Regions from separate parts of the Mus musculus genome. Here region 2 is linked to region 1. The links are chromatin contacts, called in public Hi-C maps. All regions are on one chromosome and are shown on one strand. The core of a region is the stretch at or near the end of the contact, and the rest is flanking DNA. Distances in the headings are between cores, read along the strand shown.

The links. A called contact is a pair of places that touch in the nucleus more often than the background predicts.
Region 2: a Hi-C map of pre-B cells shows a contact between it and region 1, with 3 times the contacts expected there. A contact is called at or near these places in 13 of 484 Hi-C or Micro-C datasets (3T3-L1-derived adipocytes, the CH12 cell line, DN2 thymocytes and 9 more) and 16 of 130 datasets of targeted methods (the 230-238 cell line, CD8 T cells, DN3 thymocytes and 10 more).

What each region holds. Positions count from the first base shown.
Region 1 is chr19:32,937,129-32,941,613 of GRCm38.p6, reverse strand. Gm36774 (a long non-coding RNA gene) reads right to left here. Exons shown (of 5, transcript XR_001782638.2): 5 at 2,215-2,987. Among named protein-coding and RNA genes, the nearest start is that of Gm36774, 9.1 kb to the right of the region's middle.
Region 2 is chr19:33,222,934-33,227,418 of GRCm38.p6, reverse strand. It overlaps the pseudogene Rnls. Among named protein-coding and RNA genes, the nearest start is that of Mir3970, 68 kb to the right of the region's middle.

The DNA.
Region 1 (4,485 bases), core at 509-3,008:
TAAAAGGAATAGAAGAGACTTGATATTTCACATTATTAACAAAGGCTTTAAATATGAAGCACCCTTCAGGACCTGCATCGCAAAAGGCTCGGAGGATTTAGAGGCAGGGAATTCTCTTTGGGCTTCACAGAACCATTCATTGGGGATCATCCACCTTTAACAAAGTTGCATTGCCAGTGTGCCTGCTATTATTTTAATGAGAAGTGACATAAAAATTATAATTGCCTCCAAAGAAAAGTTACAGTTTTAGGGCATATCCAGAGAGCTGGGGTTTTGGGGTTTTTTTTTGTTTTTTTTTTTTTTGGTTTTTTTTTGGTTTTTTTCCTTGCATTTCTTTTTGCCACCAAAATGTTGGCATATTTCATCTCAGTTCTCGTGCTTCTCGAAATCTCAGTTTCTATGAAAAGAAAAGAGGGCAGACTTGAAAACTATGGTGCCACTGTCCCCAACAGGTTGGCCCATCAAACAGACACATTTAAAAACCAGGACAGCCTGGACCTCTGGCCGTGGACACATCCCATCTCTCTGGGTCACATGACCATTCCCCGTAAGAGGCTACTCTACACCACTGGAGACCCACCTGGGAGTAGAAATGGCAAATATTGTCAACATCAGACGTTTTGGGCCACTTGGGTCAGTAAATGTGACAAATACAGAGTAGAGATCATGTTCCCAGAAAAGATTTCACTGTCTGCCTTGAAATACAGCTGACAGGATTATTTATTGCCACTGTGAAATTTCTCAGGAAGGCTCTCACCCTCTAGCATTCCTAGAAAAACGCTGTCCCGAGTGGGTCTCCCGCATCCCCTCTGATCAGCTGCCCCGAGATGGCCTTTAAGGACTGCATACGATTAGGACCGAAGAACCATCATTTAATAATCTTTAAAATCTGACTATGACTGAAGATCTTTCCAGCTGGAATCATGGCGTTTCTAAAACCATCCTCCCTTGGATGGGAAACTTTTCACAAAGTGGACACCAACTCCAGGGGTCATATGAATATCAGACTTCACTGCTCTTCAGACTTAAGTGTGTTTGTCAGTGAGCTTGGACATATACATGTTACGGTGTGCGTGCGTGTAGGGGTCAGAAAACAAACTCACCTTTCTATCTTGATTAAGGCAGCGACTCTTCAGTGGCCAGCACTGCACATAGCAGTACAGCTGGCCCATGAGCTTCTGGGGATCCTCCTGCCTCTGACTTCGGCACAACAACACTAGGATGACAGACCCATGCTCCCAAACCCAGCGTTACATGGATTCTGGGATTCTAAATGACATTCTTACCGTTGAGCAGCAAGCATTTACTGAAAGAATCATCTCACTGGCCCACCCTTTATTTTTATAACCAACCCTTGCATAGAAAGATCCAAAATTAAAAGCGGCAGTCCTGGATACCACCATGAACACAGAATTCTCTCTCACACACACATACCACATTTCTTCACGTTAAATGGAGCTACTGCAACATTTCAGTCCATATGTAGGTATCAAGGGCTACCCTAGATGCAAGGACAGCCCTCGGCACAATGGTCCAGCACACGGGAGGCACTCGGTAAGCCCATGCTGTGGCCACCAGCCCCCCTTCTCTCCAGCAAACAGGACTCTGGGAAGAATCACTGAAGGACAAACTCAGAAATTCTTGGAACTATTGCCAAACAGAGAATAACAAGAGCCGCTGTGGGTTCAGGCTATTCTGAGAAGCCACACTTGGTCCAAGTGGGTAAGCCAGGCATAAAGCCTGGGTCTGGGCTCTGAGACCTAGCACAGGAACTGAAAGCTACAGCTGTCAGAGGCATGTCTGCTTCCTGTCTCTGTCTACCATGTCTCTCGGGCTGATTATATCCTTTTAATTTGTTTTTTAATTGAAACAGAATTACACCACTTCCCCATCCCTTTACCTCCTCCAACTCCTCCCACGTACCCCCTTCCAGCTGTCCCCATGCCCACCCCTCACTCTCAAGTTGATAGCCTCTATCTCTTTGATTAGTGTGTGTGTGTATGTGTACATGTGTGTATGTGTATCTGTTTACATGAATATATATAAATAAAATCTGTGTTTCTTATCTGTGTGTATATGGTTTCAAAGCTGATTACTTTGCTTAGGACAATAAATAAGGTGGCTCCTCTCTGAGAAAAGCTAAGTCTTCCTCTTTCAGCAGTCACTGCTCCTTTGTCTAGGGTTACGACCCCATGAAATTTCCCTCTTCCACCTTTGGATATTTATTTATTTACATTTCAAGTGTTATCCCCTTTCCCAGTTTCCCTTCCACAAACCCCCTATCCCATCCCCCCTCCCCCTGCTTCTGAGAGGGAACTCCCCCATGCACCCACACATTCCCACCTCACCACCCTCACATTCCCCTACACTGGGGCGTTGAGCCTTCAGAGAACCAAGGGCCTCTCCTCCCATTGATGCCCAACAAGACCATCCTCTGCTACATATGCAGCTGGAGCCATGGGTCCCTCCATGTGTACTCTTTGGTTGATGGTTAAGTCCCTGAGAGCTCTGGGGGGTGTGGGGGTCTGGTTGGTTGATATTGTTATTCTTCCTATGGGGTTGCAAACTCCTTCAGCTCCTTCGGTCCTTTACCTAACTCCTCCATTGGGGTCCCCGCGCTCAGTCCAACGGTTGGCTGTGAGCATTTTGTTACCATTGGTAGTGCCATGTTTCACGTCTGGTTCATACATCCATTTCTAGAAAATACTGATCTGAGGAAACTTTCCTAGTGTTCTGGCTCTTAAAATTTCTCCTGCTCCTCTTCCACAATATTCCTTGAGCCATAGATTAAGAGCCGTGATGTAGATGTAGCCATTAGGGCCTGGGCTCCCCGGGATCGAATTGTGTTCCATTGTGATTTTCTAGGCTGCTTTGATGAGCGGTGGTAGCTACACTGATCCAGGAAAGGTTGCTCATGCACAAAGAGATTGCAGCTTCTACTCTCCTACCAGATATGAGTAAAGATGAGTCCATGTGTGAAGCCAGACCTGTGGAAGGAAGGGTGATGTTAGATTCTGTCAGACCATGGGACTGGAGATGCCATTCTAGATAAGGGAGTTCATGGAGGCAACCACTGAGGGAACGAGATTCAGAGTGGGCTTTGGAGAATGAGTAAGAGTTACATGTGTGGTTGACAGAGAGCAGAGGCTTTGAGTAAAGCCTAAAGCTGCAGCTAAACGTGTGCAATGGGAGTAGACAACGGGTCTAGAAGAGAAGCATGCAGTCAGGCAAGGGGAACAGGCTGTGACGCTAAAGGAATTGGAGACCCCTGAGTGCTGGAGGGTCCTGATAGGGCCATTGTTTTTTTGTGACTCTAACAAAGAAATTTGTGTTCCTGCCACAAATCGGTGCTCAGTAAACTCAGGAATAAGCAGTAGACTATTTTACAGCATTCTTTGTTTCTCTTAGCATCATACACATTGTAACGGAAAGGACCATAAGTCCAGAATTGGCCCATGAAGTTGCTGGGCTAGTAGTCAGCTGTATGCATTCTCTTACTATGGAAGTGAGAATCTACAAACAACAGACATGGGTCCCAGGAAGCACTGAACCTAGCCCCAGAGGCTTATGTGCCAGAATTCTATACCTGAAACAGCAGCCCAACATATCCTGAGATGCGGAAAATTATCTAGAGGACTGTACGTGTGGCATCGCACTGTCACTGTATGTACAGTTACTTTCTCAAGGGCTGATGAAGAGCCTGGATCATATCACCATGCACCAGAAAGACTAGGAGTGGGCTGTGGAAGCTGCGTGTCTAATTTGTTCTTTGAGTCATGTTGATGCCTGGATCTTACAAATCACTGGCGGGGGCACTTCTTAATATATTCCACATGTACTGACAACTGACCCTCGCCCACAGAGGTCTACCCAAACTCATGACTTAAACAACCCTGGAGGAGCAGAACAGCCAGAGGCCAAATCCCAGCGTTTTTCTCATGTTCATGTTTCAGTGAGTTAGTGTTCCCTGACCTAAAAGAGGTAAATAATGACAAGTAAATAGCTCAGAAGGTTTTTTATAAGGGGTTTTGCATTAGCATATTAATAAAACAAAGTTTCCAATACAGACTTAAAAGCAGTGAGTCAGATAATTCCGTGTTGTAGAGAGCATGCCTGTGTGTTACAGAATCAGCAACACCATTGGCCTCTAGGCACTCCATGCTGGCTGTAAACTCTTCAAATACTGACAATTGAAAATATATTCAGGGGGCTGGTGAGATGGCTCAGCGAGTAAGAGCACTCTTCTGAAGTTGCTGCTCTTCTGAAGGTCCTGAGTTCAAATCCCAGAAACCACATGAGGCTCACAATCACCCGTAATGAGATCTGACGCCCTCTTCTGGTGTGTCTGAAGACAGCAACAGTGCACTTAATCTATAGTTATTTATATATATATATATATTCAGATATTGCCCAGTGTACCCAGTGAGGAAGCAAGATCACTCGCCAGTTAAAAACCACTGGTGTGAAAACAGTACCTGGCCTGAC
Region 2 (4,485 bases), core at 1,004-3,503, 290 kb before region 1:
GCATTCCTTAAAAAAAATAACTGGAAAGTAATTGGATTTGTGTTTGTCTGTTTTGCCTTGATGTAAAACTGAATTTGGTCCTGGTCACAAGGCATTGCAGACAGGTTTTTTGACTGTGTAAATAATTGTTGGAGCAGCAGCACAGTGCGGAACTTCCCTTTGGATAGCTCCCTCCTGAGACCAGCCCCTCACACCTGGCCCTTAGAATCTTTCCAAACTCCCGCTAGGGGGCAGTACTACTCTTTGAGAGATTTAGATCGGCCTGCTGTACAGGAGCCCTGGGTCCTTTTGTTTTTTGTTTGTTTTGTTTTCTCTTTTTCTTGTCTTTTAATTTGGGGTGCACCAAACCCAAAGATTCAATTGTAATGCAATCAGCTGGTTGAATGCATCTGTACTATATCCATAGCTTATTTCTACTGTCTGACTTTTAGGAAATTTTAAAACAATCACTAAATAATTTGAGGACATGTTGATAGATATTTAAATACTCATTTGTCTTCTTTTCAATTTTTTTTTTACTGCATTGAAATAAACAAATATGGAAACTAATCTACTCCGATAAATGTTACTTCCCTCTGTCTTAAGACCATGGTTGCTTAAAGAACAGCCCTGACATCTTCCAGGGGTTGGATCGCCCAAAAGTCTGATTTCTTTTTAAGCAGGATCTCGTTTGGTGTGTAATCCAGATTGCCTAAAAGAAAAAAAAAAAAAACAAGAAAGAAAAGAAAGAAAGGAAAGAAGAAAGAAGGAAAGGAAAGGAAAGGAAAGGAAAGGAAAGGAAAGGAAAGGAAGAATGACATGGCTCTACAAAGAAGTACTGAAGTCGTGACCTGGTGCACAGAACCAGTTTTGAAAGCCTTGCCATTCTGTCAGCTGCATCAGCTCTAGTGGGGATATAATGACACAAGTCCTGCTTATTCTTGGTGAGCCACAGCCAACTCTTGCTCCTCTGTTCTGATCATGTTTGTAAATATAGCTATGAGTGTTGTAGTTACCATCATCTTTAATCTGACCTTTGATATAATACCTAGTCAGTCAGCATTGCAAAGTAATATAAATCCCATGGCTCCTGTGTTTCATTCTAAATACATAAAAGGATAAACAGATAAGGGAAGATGGAAGGAGGGAAAGAGGGCGCGAGGGACAGAGCTAGGGAAGAAAGGAAAGAAGGAAGAAAAATTTTAATTCCACCAGAGGGCATCGTGACAATTTTCACTTGCAAAAGAAAATGTAATGGGGCAGCTAAAAAATTTCCAAAATTGGAATGTTGAAATAAATGGGCATAATTAAAGCAACAATACTTTGACCAAGGCGTTGGCTCAATTATGACTTTAAAATCCCAATAGGTTGATGCATTTTGCTAAGGATATGTTTATCCCTCAGAGACACAATTTGGGCAAATAAAAAAAAAGTTGACAACTTATATGACCAGTGGGTGGTACCTATGCATTGTTACCATGCCCCAGGCCTAGGTCTAAACAAGATTTTCCTCCCCCCACTTTCAGAAATTATGTTAGGAATTTCACAGAACTTTCTAAATGATGGTAGCTTATTAGCAATCATGACTTTGAAAAGAATTACAGAACAACAGACTGTCCTACAGGAGCCCTGTCCCTAGTTGTTGGTAGAGAGGTGTCATGGAACACCAAACATGCTAAAGCTCTGGTTGCTCATTCATTCATTCATTCATTCATTCAACACAGCTATCAAGCACCCACTAAGCACTATGCACTACTTTCCTGGGTGGTGTGTGAAATCCTAGGTTTTAACTTCATAGAGCTTCATAGTAAAGAGACATATAAAAGGAGGGCTAAGCAGTCAAATAAAAACAATCTTTTCAGTTGAGAAATCACAGGAAGTCAATAAAAAGAATTCATATAAGAAAATAACAGGGAACTTAGATCAGCTTGTAGGAAAAGCCACGTGAGCCTGAAGTCTGATGACATGAAGACAAGAACAGCACTGGAGAGAGAGGTTCTGCTCTAGAGCCACAAAGGAGGCCACCATGTGTCGAGCAATATGCCCTGGGCATAGGCACTTACAGTGAACTCAGGCTGGGCCCTGCTAGAACCCTTGAATGTCATTTTTAGTGTAATGTTTAAGCATTTGACATATTCCAGAGAATTGACTGGGCGGGAAGAAGATGAAGTTAGGGAAGCGAGGGTATAAACACAAAACCACAGCTGGAGCAATGAACTGAAACCCCAGTCGAACAGTACAGTGGCTCCGAGGAGAGTATGGCGGCCAGCGATATGGCATAAGCACCTGGCTTCAGGGTTTTAGAAGTGACAGCTACAGGCCTTACAGAGGCATCGCATATGGGAAGAAAGTTGAAACAAAAATGATCTGCGCATTTATAGCTGAACAACTGGGGGACAGATGATTATGCTGTTGTTGGCACTGTGAGCCATCCCGGGTAAATAAATGATTGCACTGAGCACTCAAGATGCAAGCCTCCTTTCTACCACACTAGCCGTTCTTCCTAATGTGCATGGAGATATTTCTTGAGCGATGATTTCAACCTCTGTGTAGCAAAGGGCAGTGAGCCCTACGCCCTTTCTGCATCTCCCACTAAACTGTAGCTGATGTGGCTGCTGGTGGTCTTTTCTGTGATCAGAGGATTAGCTCAATTCCTCAGGATAACTCCAAATTATTCTCTCCAGAGACTCTGTGGTGTCAACAGCCCTGGATTAGAGACCGGTGACCTCAGCTTTTTTCTTACTCGCTGTGTAACCTGGGGAATGTCATTTCACTTCTGCAATCCTTGAAGGTCCTTCTGAAGACAGTGTCAGTAATTTCAGGGAGCCTAGTTTGTAAAAACTGTAAGCAGCTACATAAATAGTGATTCTTGTTCTCATTGTCGTCTCAGCTGCCACCTTTGTTACAAATAACCTGTCATTCATTTTGCCCTGTTCGCTTCCCTTTGCTTCTTGCCTGCTTCTTCTACCTCCTGTCCTTTCTGCCAGATAAATTTGCTTCCCTGCAAAAGGCTGATTATTTGGAGACATCATCACTAGCCAATCAGAGCTCAGCATTCCGGCTGGCTGGTAAGCCAATCAGATGCAAGCTCCAGGTCTTCTTTCAGTGTTGCTAGGGTTTCAGGTCTACTTCTAAAAACTGGCTTGCTTGCTGCTGGTTCATTCTGTCCTTCTCTCCCTCCATCCCCCCCCCCCCCCCCATCCCCTTGCTCTCCAAACCCTTCCCTTTCCCTCCTCCCCTCTTTTGGGTTTGGAGCAATTCCAAATGCTTAAGCCTTCCGGAAGTTTGGGTTATTATGAATAAGCAAGGTTTAACTGTGTATTTTTTCCCTTGAGAAACAGGACAGCTATTCCACATTCGATTTTGAAAGCATGTGTTTTAGCAGCTTAATGTCCCTTGGCTCCATAAAACAGAATTTCGTTGTGTTTAAGAGAATTTTTTTGGTGCAGAGTGACTTTTATTCAGATGACTAGAAGATAAACTGGCATAGAACTTGGCAGTGACGTGTCCTGTCACTTGAACCTCATTGGGCTAACACAGCGAATTCTAAGTATGTCAAAACTCATCCAGTTTAACTGATGATGGAAGATAATATCTGATAGCACCTCAGATATTAGTTCTATCTTGAACTTTCAGTGCTGGGATTAGTGGTGAAAATCACTGGTCAGTAGTGATGGGGACTCTCACTTTATTGCTAATGGGTATCCCTTCCATCACATCTGGCTCATCTGTGGACCCATGGGTCTTCTTTAAATGCTCTCTAGTAGGGCGTGTGAAGATGCCCTAAACACAAACTGGCTCTGTGCTCTGAAAGCTTAGGGGCGATGCCGGATTGAGAAGGAAAACAACAGCAACACAAGTTCTGTCTTTCTCATAACCTTTGCTACTGACTTAAAAACTGGAACAGCATAAGGATTCGCAGTGTAAAATGACCCAAGACAGGTGGCGCAAAGCCAGAAGTCTGTCAGAAGCAGCTTAGGAAAGCTTAATGATTCACAAAGGAGTCGCTGCCTTCAGGCTCTGACCTTTAGAACTAACCAGCTTTAAGCTTTTGGTTCTGGCCCTTCAAGTCACTTGTATCAAAGAAAAAGGTACTCCCTTAAAGACATTACCATCCATCCATTCAAAAAGAAAAAAAATAGAAGAGAAAAGGTGTCAGCACCAGCGACTCTGTTCTCAGATAACATGGTCTTAGTCCTAAAGACAGTATTAATTGCATTAATTGCTTAAATACATTTTTTTTTTTTGGTTAGCTTTTAGGGAAGGCCTTGGTGTTACTGCATATCCTGCAGGTGAAATGTATGAAATTTGGTTAACATGGTAACGGCTCTAAAAATACCTAGGCTACAGTTTAACCACAGAGTTTCCTCCTTAACGTAAAAGAGCCGCTGTCATGAGGTGTACGAAAGTGCAACAAAGGCGATCCGTCTGACTTCATGCAAGCAGCCTATTAAGACAAGCCTGGCGAGGACACTGTGCGGCCACTAGGCATCAAAGCAGGAATTA